Regions from separate parts of the Sus scrofa genome. Here region 2 is linked to region 1. A link is a contact called in public HiChIP or PLAC-seq data. All regions are on one chromosome and are shown on one strand. The core of a region is the stretch at or near the end of the contact, and the rest is flanking DNA. Distances in the headings are between cores, read along the strand shown. Region 1 has its middle 110 kb from the start of SLC1A4. Region 2 overlaps LOC102160963 (a long non-coding RNA gene).

Region 1 (6,985 bases), core at 3,258-5,757:
GGGGACAGCACTTAGTTAAAGACACTCAGAAATGTATACCCTTCAGCCATATTAATCATCTTAAAGCCTTTACTTTGAACATATCATGTCCTTGATTCATAATTGTCAGTGGCACCCACTAATTCAAAGGAATTGGAGTGACAGCGTTCAAGTGTTCAAACCCTCTTACTGTGCAGGCTTTTCTCCTCCCGCTCTCCTGTGTGCCATGTGTCCTCCCTTGTAGCCAGCCTAGCCCCTCAGGGTCCCTGAATTTGGCAGCCTCCCTATCTCTGGCCCAGCAGTTGCCTCTAGGACACCCTCCCCCATCAAGCTGGTCACTTCCTTCTCCATTCAGTTCTAGCCTCAGTCATTCAACATGCATTTACTAAGAGTCCCCCATATGCAAGGCATGGCCCTGGGAATATAACAGAAAATACAAAAACATGCCCTTAATGATTTTATGCCTTAATGGGAGGGAATAAAGCCAAACAATTTCTGATGTTGGTAAGTAGCTAATCATTGTGATGTAGCTGTGGTGGGGATGGGGTGCTAGTGAGTGCTGCTTTATTTAGCCAGGGAAGGCTCTTTGAGACCTTCTCTGCAGAGGAGGAAGGAGGCAGCCACGTGAAGATCTGGGTAGAGTGCTCCAGGCAGAAGGGATAGTAAGTGCAAGAGCTCTGAGGCAGGAATGCACCTGTTAAGTTCAGGAGACACCAAGAAGGCCACTGTTGCTGAAGCAATGTGAACGAAAAGAATGCGAGGGCTCTTGAGATGTAGGCAAGGACTAGACCATCATGTCCTCATGGCCAAAATAAGGACTGTGAGTTTTATTTTGGTTGCAGTGGGAAACTTCTGGAGGATTTTAAGCCAGGAGAGAAGAGATTCCACTTACGTTTTAGAAAGATTACTCTGGTGGCTTGGCAGAACAGGGACAAGGAGCAGAGGAAGAGCAGAGCAGTGAAGATGCAGTTGCAGACATTCTGGCAAGAGAAAGTAAAAGCACGGCGGTGGCTGTGGGGATGGTGAGGTTTCTAGACCTGTGACATAAGAGAACAGTCAAGGATGACACTTGCATTTTTAGGATAACTGTGTGGACAGGATGCCCATGCCGGGGGAAAGGGATAGACAGCAGTTCTGTTTGGCCACACCAAGACCTGTCAGACGCCAGGTGGGTATGTGTACTCAAGCTTGAGTCTGGAGTTCAGGGGCATCTCTCCTTAGGATTTAAATTGGAAACCCAGCATGTAAACAGTGTTCAGAAGCCATGGGCCTGGATAATTCCACTTAGGGAAAAAGTAAAACTAAAAGAAAGAGGGCAGAGACTGAAGCCATTACAACATTTAGAGATCTGGTAAAGGAAAAACAAGCAAGCAAGACTGAGATGGATGACCTGTGAAGCTAGAAGAAAAAATGGTGATTCTGAGGAAACTCAACAAAGGATGTATTTCAAGGAGGAGGATGTATCAGTTAGCTATTAGTAGGTTAACAACCACAAAAAAAAAATCTCAATGACATACAAGAGTAAATATTTATTTTACTCACCATCTGGGAGTCAGGTGGATAAGGCTGACCTTTCCTGAGTCTCCTCTAGATACACATCCCTCATCATCCTTGCACCAGTAGGCCAGTTAGGGCAGTGGTGATAACACTGGCACAAGTAGGCAGGTGGAAATGTCTCCTAAGACGTAGGCTTAGAACTGTACCATGTCACTTCCTCCTACCTTCACTTATCCAAAATAGGTCACACAGCCATGTCTAAATCACGAGGGACTGCAGAGTCACACAATAAGAACTCAGGGAGGAGTGACAAGCATTATGGCCAATAATTCAATCTATCATGGTGTGGTCAAACATGTTCAATGCCACAGGGAGACCAGAAGAAATGGGGACCATGAACTGGTCACTAATCTAGTCAAGATGTAGGTCCTTGGCATCCTAAGATTGATTGCAAGGGAATGGTAAGGAAAAAAACCCTGGAGCCGGTGGATGTGAGAATGGGAGGTGAGGAAGAGAAATGTGAGTATATAGACAACTCTCCCAGGAGCATTCACTCCGAAGAGGGGCAGCAAAATGGTTCAGTCAGCAGAAGGAAATGGGAGTTTAAGGCTAATATCTGTTTAAATTGAAGGACATAGTCCTGTTTGGCTTCAGTAGGAAGGATAGAGTAGAGAGGAAGAAATTGATGATGCATGAAAGAAAGGGAATGCTTGTGCTGGTGAAAGGGGAAGAGGCCCAGGACATAGATGGAGGGCTTGGCCACAGATGGGCGGAGGGAACACAGAGTGCAAGCATTCTAGTGGCTTTGGTGGGAGGAAGAGCAGGCAGTTGGTCTGTCTGTACCTATTTTCTCTATGAAGTATAGTCCGAGATCAGACTGACAGTGAAGGGGGGGGTTGAAAATATGCAGAAGAGGAGAAAGAAATTGCTGCACTATGGAGACAGCGGAAAAGGGATTTTCTAAGAAATGGTAGTAGGATTGCCCAGCAGTTCAAATCCCTTTGGAAATGTATGCACATAAATTTGATGTGAGTCCATTGAGAGTAGCTGGGCAGTTTTCTTCAGCAGTGTGCAAACTGCTTGGTTGCAGGTGTGAAGTAAACAGTTTGATTTAACCACAGTTGGGTTTTCGCCAGGTGATTATGATGGAGAGAGACTGGTGTTAGGAGTTAAGAGTGTTTGCAAGGGAGATTTCCCATGCTGGATCGTGGACTCTCAGCTGACTAAGTGAAGACCTGAGGGGAGATAGTCAGGAAACAATACAGCAATGGATTGGAGGTCTCAGGCAGGAGAGCTAGTGGAAGAACCAGAGTGAGTAAATGAGTTAGCAGGCTGGCAGGTAGTGGGATATTTGAATCTGGGATTTTAGAGAAGATGTAGACATTCATGATTCCCAGGTCTAGGGTGTGATGGTGAGGCTAGGGTGGGACAGAAAATGTATTACTAGGGCCAAGATCATAAACATTGATGTTGAAGTCCCCAAGAATGATGACAGTGGAGGAGAAAGAACCCAGTACTGAAATCACTACAGGATAGAGGAAGTGACCAGTAGCATAAGGTGACACTAACTAGAAGTGGTGTCACCTTATTATTGACACGTATTTCAAAGGAGCTGGGTTTTTTGTTTCTTTTTGTTTGTTTTTGGCCACAGCTGTGGCATGTGGAAGTTCCCAGGCCAGAGACAGAACCAATGCCACAGCAGGGATGAAAGCCACAGCAGTGACAACACTGGATCTTAAACCAGCTGAGCCACCAGAAAACTCCAAGGAGCTGGGGTTTTTTTTGTTTTTGTCTTTTTGCCTTTTCTAGGGCTGCTCCCATGGCATATGGAGGTTCCCAGGCTAGGGGTCAAATCAGAGCTGTAGCTGCTGGTCTACACCAGAGCCACAGCAACTCAGGATCTGAGCCGTGTCTGCAACCTACACCACAGCTCACGGCAATGCCAGATCCTTAACCCACTGAGCGTGGCCAGGGATCGAACCTGCAACCTCATGGTTCCTAGTTGGATTCGTTAACCACTGCGCCACGACGGGAACTCCGGAGCTGGGTTTTTGAAGGGAGATGGCGAAGCAGCAGATTGGAAGCTTCACTGGTGAGTGAGGAGTCATCTCCAGTCCTAAAGCATGGCCTGAGGAGAAAAGAACTTCGTTGAAGAGGGCTGTGGACCGGCAGTGTCCTCGAGGGCCAGACCAGCCTTCAGGAGGAAGGCTTTAGCCTTGGAGCAGATGGAGACTAGAGGCAGTGGGAGCTCTTGGGAAGACAGGGCAGGCTTGCAGGCTGCAGTGGGAGTGGGTAGGGGACATTCGACAGCGTCAGAAGGGGATGGTTCTGAGGCCAGTGGCTGCGAGGCATGATGGGATGGCTCTCCCTCACCATTGGCAGGTCCCCCTTCCCTGGGGGAGGTGCCAAGGCAGCCACACCTGGCCTCTTTGCGGCAGCTTTCCAGATTACGCCGAGGATGGGGGAGGAGAGAGACTTCCTTTTCCAGGAACCCGTATAACTTTTGGTTACTCATGTTTTCTCAGGCCTTATCATCTACTTCCTGGTGTCTTCAGCGTTCTTCTTCCGTGTGGATTTATTTCCTCAGTTAGAGGCAAGTTTGGGCAGAACCCCAGCAATGCCACTTTACACGCACCCAAGTCCAGCACAGCACCTGACACGTAATGAGTTTTCACAAATGTTTGTTACAGGAGTTGGATACAAGCGCGGTCATGGTTTCCCTTTAAGGCCAAGAATGGGGCCTGTCCTGGGGGGAGGGGGGTCCTTCCGCCCGAGGCCCCCGCCCCCACACCCCCTGGCCAGCTGCCGCAGCCGCCCCTCCCCCACGGCCGCTTGGGCAGAGTAACCTGACGCCTGGGCCCGCGCCCCCTCCCGACCCGGGGCTCAGCGTCCAATGGCGGTGGCCCGAGCCTCCGCCGGGAGCCGCGGGGCCCTCCCGGCGCCACCCCGCGGGCGGGAGCTGGGGCACCCGGAGCGAAGGCCAGCCCGGCTGCGAGCCCGCCCTCGGCTCCAGCTCCCAGCCTGTGCTCTCCGTGCCCTGCGTGCTGTGCCGCCCGGCCCAGCCCAGAAACACCCGCTCTCTCTCCCGAGCGGGGGAAGCCAAGGCTGTGCCAGGGGACTGATGAGCGGCGCAGATGAGCCGTGCAGAACGCGACACCCAGAGGGCCAAGTCAGGACGGATCCTCAGCCCGGGAGACAGGACGCTTGCGTTTGCGGGGTCTTTAACTGGCTGAAAGGGGGCAGTCGTGGAATCTCTGAGCCTCGATTTCCTTATGCGAGGTGGTCCCTGTCCACCTCGGAGTGGGGTGGTGTAAGGACCCAACTGGGCGAAGGGTGTGCACGTCCTCTTGTATTAGCCAGAGGACAGCCAAAATCCAGTCATTGGGACCTGTCAACTACCCTCGCGGCCCCAGAGGAGAACTGCAGCTCCACTATTGGGTTCCGCCCACCGTCCAGGGAATAGCCTGGGTTCAAAGGAAAAGCCTAACACAACTTACCAATACACCCCAGTCTGGACATTCCCTGCAGCTCCTCACTCCCAAGGCAGAAGTCAGCTGGGGGGGGGGGGGGGTTCAGCAACCTTGGGGGAAGAGAGCCGGGAAATATATGCTGGGCTGGAAGGATGGAGCACAGGCAGGGCATCCTTCCAACTACCTACTTTATCTCCTGTACGTGTACTAGAGTGGAAGAAGTGTCAAGCGCAAACCCTCAGTAACAATGCCTTTTTCCTTCTCTACACTCCTGCCAGTTACTGAACACAAGCTACAAATACTCAAGTATTTACCTGTATATTTTTGATCCTGGTACCTTTAAAACAAAAACAAAAACAAAGGAGAGCTCGGGAAATACATTATAGTCTGAACGAAGAGAAAGGAAGTTTTGTCAAGGATGCATTACTTTTTTTTTTTCTTTTTACAGCCACACCTGTGGTATATGCAAGTTCCCAGGCTAGGGGTCAAATTGGAGCCACAGCTGCTGGCCTATGCCACAGCCACAGCGATGCCAGATCCAAACAGCATCTGCAACCTACGCCACAGTTTGCAGCAATGCCAGATCCTTAACCCACTGAGCTACGCCAGGGATCAAACACTCATCCTCATGGACACTATGTCAGGTTCGTAACCGATGAACCACAATGAGAACTTCAAGGATGCATTATTTTAACAATCACAGCTTTCTCACACCAAGGCAGGGCATGGGTCACCTATGATGATGAGGGCATATGGGGGCACCTGAGTTCTACACTTGTATGTCCAAGTCCTAAACAGGCTCTCAAGTTGGCTCCCGGAACCTGCAGCCTTGGCTCACACCCTTTCTCCATACTGGGCATCCAACCCTCAGGCCCCTTGCTGGGGCACAGTGTCACATGGTAAACTGCTCTCTTTTCCCCTGGAACTTGGACTCCAGGGCCCAGCACCCCTTCAGGCCCTCTGCCTCAGGTGAATCCAAAGGTAGGACATGAGGGGGAGTCTGAGAGAGGGTCCTTAAGCAGGGAGGGGGAGAGGCACCCACCAACCCAGGCCTGGTGTTCTTCAGGCTTTCAGAATTCATTCGCTTCCAGACCTTTCAGCCTTGCCAAGCCCTTATGCGAAAGATCAGAACAGCTGGAAATTTCTAGCAGGAGAGGCCCAGGTACTGAACAGGTATAATAGGTCTGACTTAGAAACAGGGGCTGGGGCTGTTCAGGTTTGACATTCTTGTCTTTGCCAGATAGGCAGGAACTGCTTGCTTTTGGAAGGCAGTGACACCCCTGAGTCTGGGCTGAAGCTGCGGTAAACCCAGGACAGAGGGCTGGGGACAGAAACTTGGAGCCTCCTCCCTCCCAAGCCCCAGGACAAACGACACAAAGGGCCTCCTCTGCCGGCCAAGCAGAAGGAGATGGGCTGACCCAGGAGGGCCGAACTGTCGCCCAGTCAGAGCCAGGTGGCTGCAAATGCAACACAGGCCTAGAAGACTCCAACAGGCACTGAGTCTTTCTCAGAGCCAAGAAATCCTGGCTAGAAACTTGACTACAGAGCAAGGCAAGGCACTGGGAAATTCTTGAAACCAGGCGAGACCCCTGGCAATGTTGGACTCCTGACAAATAAGGGGCTGAGCCAAATGCTTTTTCCCTGCCTGGCCCAGAAACAGAAACTGAGCTGGCCAGAGAGGATCCAGGGGAGGTGGCAGAGGAGCCGAGAATGGACCTGGGCAGGAAGAGGAAAGGTGGCAGCAGGGTTGTTTTTACCCTGCTCAGACTCCAGAGTTCTCACACAGAAAGTCTGCAGAGGGGAGAGTTCGTGTGTGGCTTCCCACACAACGTCACTCAGACCCTGTGGAGGCTTTTACAAGGGGCTCTGGAAACTCCACCGTGGCAGCCTGGAGTCACCAACACCAAATGACCAGGCTGCAGGGGTCAGCTTCTGTTTGGAGAAGGGGAGTTCACAGGGGCAGCTGCTGAGGGAGGCCAGTGTCCCTATCTCTACTCCCACCCCAGGCAGTGGAGAGACTGCCCTTGGCCCTCAGGACA
Region 2 (6,985 bases), core at 1,746-4,245, 91 kb after region 1:
TCCCCATTTTGTAGATAAGTAAACGGAGGCAGACAGAGGTTAAATAACTTGTCTAAAGTCATAGAGCTGGGAAAGGATGTAGGTAGGCTTTGAACACAGGCAGTCTGACTCCAGAGCCATTACTAGATAAACATGAGCAGGGGCTCCTCATACAAAGCCCCAGTAAGTGTCTAGGACTTCCCAGATGCTGGCTGACCTAGAGCTGGCCCATATCTGGAGCTGTCACCAACCTGTTTAGGCTTCGGAGCTAGACTAGGGTTTGAGTCCTGGTCTACTGCTCACTAGCCTTGTGACTTTGGGCAAATAAGCTCTTACCCACTACTCTGTGCCTTGGTTTTCTTATGTGTAAAATGAGGGTAGTAATATCTCCTTCAAAGTCTTGTGAAGATTAGATGAGATACAGTGTTAAAGCCGATAGCAGAGTGCCCAGCCTAAAATAAATTTCAACAAGTTCATTATTAGTTTCAAGTCTTAATCCTGGTGGCTGGGCCTGACCTTTGGGCCCCCAAATCCTTCCAGTTTTTTTTGAAGAGTGTGAGGGTGCTTATACAAATAGGAATGTTCATGACCTGCAGCTTCCCTTGATTTACCTTTAACCTGGGCCCTGGCTGGAGAAATGTGGGTATGACAACTCAGAAAGGCAGGCAGAAGTGGTGGCAGGAGGGAAGAGGACCCCCTCCACCCCACCCTCCACAGCTGGTTCTGAAAAGGACAAAGCTGCCAGTTACCCTCACCTCCTTTCTTTCTTTTTTTTTTTTTTTTGTCTTTTTGCCTTTTCTAGGGCCGCTTCCGCGGCATATGGAGATTCCCAGGCTAGGGGTTTAATCGGAGCCGTAGCCACCGGCCTACACCAGAGCCACAGCAACGCAGGATCCGAGCCGCGTCTGAGACCTACACCACAGCTCACGGCAACGCCGGATCGTCAACCCACTGAGCGAGGCCAGGGATCAAACCCGCAACCTCATGGTTCCTAGTCCGATTCGTTAACCACTGCACCACGACAGGAACTCCTCACCTCCTTTCTTAATCAGAGGGCCCTTCCTCTCCTTTGGATGTTGTTAGGTTCCCCCACTGGGGGTCCCCGGGGTTACCTACCCCCCCATCATTTCTGATGTCATCTAATTAGTGCTATGCTCAGGCCCCTCCCAACCTGAGGGTCAGCCCTAGCAGAGCAAAATGCCTCCTGGACCTGTGTAATGATTGCCTAACTCCTACCTCACCTCCAACAACTCACATCCATTCTCACCTCCAAATATTTTAGCTGCAAAAATTTTTTGTTAAAATTTTAACTGGTCTTTTGCCTGGCTTTTTTTCAGGTCTCAAGTCTAGGAGCTGTTTCTAGTTTGCATAGTTGATAAAGGACTGTACTTTGTACCCCAGACTAGACTCAGAAGAGGCAAGTGCTCAGCCATTTCACAGATGGAAACAAATGCAAAAAGATAACCAAGCAGATGGTGCTTAATAGGTAAATTAAAGATGCCAGTATCCTGACTTTCAAATATTGTATCATCAAATTTAGCTTAAAAATAAGTGTTTTCAGAGTTTCTGTTGTGGCTCAGTGGTTAATGAATTTGACTATCATCCATCAGGATGCAGGTTCAATCTCTGGCCTTGCTCAGTGGGTTAAGGGGTTGCTGTGAGCTGTGGTGTAGGCAGGCAGCTACAGCTCCAATTCCACCCCTAGCCTAGGAACCTCCATGTGCCTTGAGTGTGGCCCTAAAAAGAAAAAAAAAAAAAAGTGTTTTATGTGCCTGTGTTAAATCCATATTCAGAGATCTAATTTGAAATTATTTTTTTCCCTGCATACCTTTTTTTTTTTTTTTTTTGTCTTTCTGCCTTTTCTAGGGTTGCTCCCACAGCATATGGAGGTTCCCAGGCTAGGGGTCCAATCGGAGCTGTAGCTGCTGGCCTACACCATAGCCACAGCAACGAGGGATCCGAGCCACATCTGCAACCTACACCACAGCTCATGGTAACACAGGATCCTTAACCCACTGAGCGATGCCAGGGAACAAACGCGCAACCTCATGGTTTCTGAGCCACGACGGGAACTCCCCTGCATACCTTTTTATTGTAAGCAAGCCCAGCACCCAAGACGTTACAGAGGTATGTGACTTTTTTTCAGCTAAGATGGCTTGACCTATATATAAGTATAAAAATCCCGGTTAGCCCAGACTCTCTTAAAGTGGAACTATAACACATTTCCCTGAGATAAAATGCCATGAAATCCTCTTGGTTTTTCTTTTTCCAGGAACCCTTTAGTCCAAAGGGGACAGGACTTAAGGAAACGGAAAGAAAAAAATCGTGCAAATGTGAAAAAAAAACCCAAAACAAAACCGTGGAAGAAAAACAAAGGAAGAAAGACTCAGAATTGAAATAAAACCAACACAGAAGAAAAGGCAGGGGAAGCCAATGGAGTCGCCAATCAGAATCAAGGAACTGCAAGATCTGCGCGCGCACGTGTACACACACACACACACACACACACACACACACTCTCTCTCTCTCTCTCTCTCTCTCTCTCTCTCTCAAGAAAAGGTGCAAAGGGAACGAAACTGTATGTGTGTGGAAGAGAGAGGGAGGGAGAAAAGAAAAGAAAAGAAAAGAAAAGAAAAGAAAAAAGAAAAAAGAGAAAGGTAGGCAAGAGGGAGATTGAAATCTAGACCGGGTCAGGCTGGAAGAACAGGCAGGGTAAGACCAGAGACTGGGTGGGGAATCCCAGAACGATCTGTTTACGAAAAGATAGGCCTATGGAAATTCCACAAGTGACTTTTGAGATTCAGATCCGAAATAGAAAAGGCTCCAAATCACACACAGTCCCTGTGTATTTCAACCGCCTGCTGAGGTTCCATCTAGATTAGAGGAAATTCTCCCTGGCCTTGAACAGACACTTTTTGAGATTTTTAGATTTCAACAAATCTAAATATCCTCCACGTGGCCTCCGACTGTGCCTGGGGGGCCGGGCAACCGCCGCGGTCCCGCCCAGCCCGGGGACCCGCGGGAGCGCGCGGCGCGCGGAGGCCGCCCCCTCGGAACTCCCCTCGCATTGTCTGTGCGCCGGGGAGTCTCCGCTTCCCGGGCGCGCTCGGGGTTATTGTTCTTCTTTCGCCCAAGGGGAGGCGGGTGGGATGGGGTGGAGGAATCACCAGGCTGGAGGGCGGTGGCGGGGCCCGGCTGCCAATAGTGCAGGGGCGCCTCGGTCCTGGGACCCTGTGCCTCGGGGTCGGCCTGAGGCCCCCTGAGGTTGGGGAGGCGGGGGCGGGGGAAGGCGAGTGCCGCTGGGCGCCTCCCTGGGCTCCTTCCCGCAGGTCCCCAGCTTCTGCCCGGGAGCAGGAAGCCGGGCGAGTGTCCCGGTGCAGTGGTGTGGCTCCCGCGGCCGCCTAGGCGCTTGCAGCTCGGGGGAGGGACGCTATGACGCACCCTCCCGGTATTGGAACACTTCACCTTCTATTTATAGACACTCCTCCGACCGCAGACCTAGCTAGCCCTAGCTCTCCTTTCCTCCGTGGTAAAGGAAGGAACGAAAAACCCTACCTAGAATGGAATAGCTCCTAATACGCAATGACAAGAATTCTACTTTGCTCATTCCTGCATAATTCCAACTATTACTTGCAGGTCTAGGGAGCTCTCTCAGTACAGGGAATCTCCCAATTTTCTGAAACTTTAAAACCTACACGACTTTATTTTACATGTCTCTTAAACATGTCAAATTCTTCTCTTGTGAGTTCATGAAATATTCGCCAAGAATTTGCTCAAACTGGTTAGGAGGAAAACCCAATGAATTAACGGAAAAGATGTTTCTAGCTGGCTTTCTACATTTGCTAAAAAACAGCAATTCTAACCATAAAATTTATTCAGAGAGGAAGCATGTAGAGGGAAAATATTGCACATTTCAAACAAAAGCCAAGTTTGTCTTAGGTTTTTGTTTTTGTTTTTGTTTTAAATTGGGGCTTTTAGATACACACTTTACGCTTTTAGATGTACACCATCCATGTAATTATAGGTGATTAAAAATAATTCTTACCTAGTCATAGTAACATTTGCAGTAATTAAAACAGGGGATTTTTTAAAACTGTAATTTATTTCTCATAATTTGGTTGTTTGTGCTGCAGTCAACACTAAAGAGGAAGCATGATCATTATCTTTCATCTTGGTTTCTATTCAGTTTCACTTTCCAAACTCCGGAGTCGACCAAAGAAATACTGTCCTTTACATTTAAGAAAAAAGACATATGTGAATATAAGCATTTTTATATGCCTTTTTAAAAGACTTTAGAGCAACAAAATTGAGAGTGCGGAGATTTTCTGTTAGCCCGCAGGAGAGAAGAAAAGATGGTCAATTGGAACAGTGAAGTCTCAAGCAGGTTTTGTTGACCAGAGGAGTGGCCAGGAGCCCTGAGAATGGAGAACTCAGGCTCCCCGCTGATCAGGGAGAGCTAGGTTTTATAGGGCAGGGGTTGAGTACTGAGTCACGTAGTTATGGGATGGTGGTGGGGATCTGGTCAAGGTGATACGTTTAATTTGGGGGGGGGGGGCTCACCATCCGAAAATGGAAGTTCCCAGCCTAGGGGTCGAATCAGAGCACAGCAATGCCAGATCCAAGCCACGTCTGCCACCTACACCATAGCTCATGGCAATGCCAGATCCTTAACCCACTGAGTGAGGCCAGGGATGGAAATGGCATCCACACGGTTACTAGTCAATTCATTTCCACTGTACCACAACGGGAACTCCCAACAGTTTTAATCTTTAGCTGGCCGGAAGGCTATCTTTGTTTTAGGGAACTCAACCGTCCAGATGGATCTGTCCGACAGTGTTCTGAGGTGGCGACAAGTCCGGGCTGGAGCGGATCTATAACTCATGATGACACTTTTATGGCTGCTTTGTTGCTCAGAGTTTCCACCTAAGATTCTTCCCTGTTTTTAATAGGAAAAGGGGTGAAGGTCTCTTCTTCTGCAGCTTCTTCCTGCTGATCAGAGGCATCAGTTGGGGGGTAAGGGAATCTGGTGGTATCCGTAGTTCTGTAAAGCCAGGATCAAGTTGACTCGCTTGTCTGTGACTGATTCAGTGGTTCTCCGAAAAAAAGAAGAAAACATACGAAACGGGCAGCCCAGCCATTAGGAGAAGGAAGAGAAAGATGAGAGGTGTGTGAATGGGGGCAGAAGGCCAGAAGCCCTGGGCCCCCTGTTGTTGGAACCAGGTTGCTTGTTCTCTTAGGCGTTTTATGCCTTCTCTGACCAGTCCTGATTCGTTTTTGTTTTTTGCTTTTTTGGGGCCACATCTGAGGCATATGGAAGTTCCCAGGCTAGGGGTCCAATCGGAGCTATAGTTGCAGGCCACAGCAACAACAACAGCAACTCAGGTTCTGAGCCGCATCTCCGACCTATCCACAGTTCACAGCGATGCCAGATCCCCAACCCACTGAGCGAGGCCAGGGATTGAACCTGCATCCTCATGGATACGAGTTGGATTCATTTCCCCTGTGCCACAGCAGGAACTCCCTGATTTGTTTTTATAAAAGCAACAACTCTCCTGCAGGGCGACACAAACTCCCCCTTTTCCTGCTGTGAGAAGGTCTAATCCTTGTCTATTTTGTAGTACTACTGTGGCCAGGGAGTCAATTTGATCTTGTAAATAGGCCAATCATCAGTTATTTCCTTGAGGGCCTTAGATATTTGTTGTGATAACAGTGAGTAGCGGTGAGTGGCTACTCCCAGACCCGCTGTACCTGTTCAACTGCAGTTGTGATTCCTATCCTGGCCAATAGGGGTAGTAAATGTATTGCTCTTTTTGGCCTTAATAAAAATTGAGATGGGAATTGGGATGGCATCTGCTTCTAGAGAATATTGGATGGCTGGGGCAAGAAAGGCTAAATTACAAGATTCAGTCCAGTTAGTTGGTAGACGTGCATATGTACTGTTAGCGCAGAGAAACTAGGAATGAATGGCAAAAAGTGGTGTCAAAGAGTATGCAGATGACAAGTGCAGTCTGTTGACGTGCAGTGGGTAATCCATCTACCCCCCTATAGAGGTGGGGGAGGTGTAGGTAATACCCTGAAAACTAGGTAGTACCGAGTATGATGCCCCCATGTCTAGTAAGAATGAAATAGTCTTACCTGCTACTGCCACAGAGACCTGAGGAACAGAGTGGTGGTAAGAGGGTGGGGGCCCGGTGGCCTCAGGCCCCATCAGTCTTCTGTGGCCAGGGCCAATAAGTTGTGCATGTTGATCGTCTCCGTGGCTGGGGGTTTCGTGGGGGAGACAATGGGCTGCCCAGGCTTCCCACAGTCCACCTTCTAGTGTCTGGTTTGGCCGCATTTAGGGCAAGAGCCTTGTGGAGGCCTCGGATTGGGTCATTCCTGTGCCCAATGTCCCTCAAAACCACATTTGAAACAGGCCCCTGGTGGAGAGATTATTTTACTCTTTGTGTTTAATAAGCCTCGTGAGGGTCCTCAGTTTATTTTTTGAGGATTTCCTTGAAGGGCAGCAGCAAGAAGCTGGTATTTTGTCATCGATCGTTTTAGTTTGGGGGGCTTTTCTTCTTCCTCTCTAGTATTAAAGACCTTGAAGACAGCTTTAATAAGGTCCCTTTGTGGAGTCAGAAGGCCATCTTCTAGCTTTTGTAGTTTCATTTTATATCTGGTATTGAGTGAAAGATAAAGTGTAAGTGAAGATAGTCTGACCTTCCTCACTTTATAGGCTTACGGTGGTGTATTTGAGAATTGCCTCTGTAAGTCGGGACATAAAAAGAGCTGGATTGGGAGTTCCCATCATGACACAGTGGTTAACGAATCCAACTAGGAACCATGAGGTTTCGGGTTTGATCCTGGCCTCGCTCAGTGGGTTAAGGATCCGGCATTGCCGTGAGCTGTGGTGTAGGTCGCAGACGCGGCTCAGATCCTGCGTTGCTGTGGCTCTGGTGTAGGCCAGTGGCTGGCTACAGCTCTGATTAGACCCCTAGCCTGGGAACCTCCACATGCCGAGGGA

Evidence for each region. HiChIP or PLAC-seq counts read pairs in DNA pulled down with a chosen protein or histone mark.
Region 2: a contact with region 1 is called in an H3K27ac HiChIP or PLAC-seq map of alveolar macrophages. The contact joins two enhancer-like sites. A contact is called at or near these places in 1 of 5 promoter capture datasets (liver), 25 of 47 Hi-C or Micro-C datasets (adipose tissue, alveolar macrophages, blood and 15 more) and 2 of 2 datasets of contacts at active chromatin or transcription factors (alveolar macrophages and skeletal muscle).

The regions. Positions count from the first base shown.
Region 1 is chr3:77,073,019-77,080,003 of Sscrofa11.1, forward strand. No RefSeq gene overlaps it. Among named protein-coding and RNA genes, the nearest start is that of SLC1A4, 110 kb to the left of the region's middle. Within about 2 kb of position 4,508, at least 58 of the 83 cell types and tissues checked have an H3K27ac peak or open chromatin away from gene starts, as enhancers often do. A contact at or near this core is called in adipose tissue, alveolar macrophages, brain and 7 more, where this site is marked.
Region 2 is chr3:77,165,381-77,172,365 of Sscrofa11.1, forward strand. It overlaps LOC102160963 (a long non-coding RNA gene), which reads right to left. Exons shown (of 4, transcript XR_002342636.1): 4 at 1,978-6,637. Among named protein-coding and RNA genes, the nearest start is that of SERTAD2, 24 kb to the right of the region's middle. Within about 2 kb of position 2,996, at least 82 of the 83 cell types and tissues checked have an H3K27ac peak or open chromatin away from gene starts, as enhancers often do. A contact at or near this core is called in adipose tissue, alveolar macrophages, brain and 7 more, where this site is marked.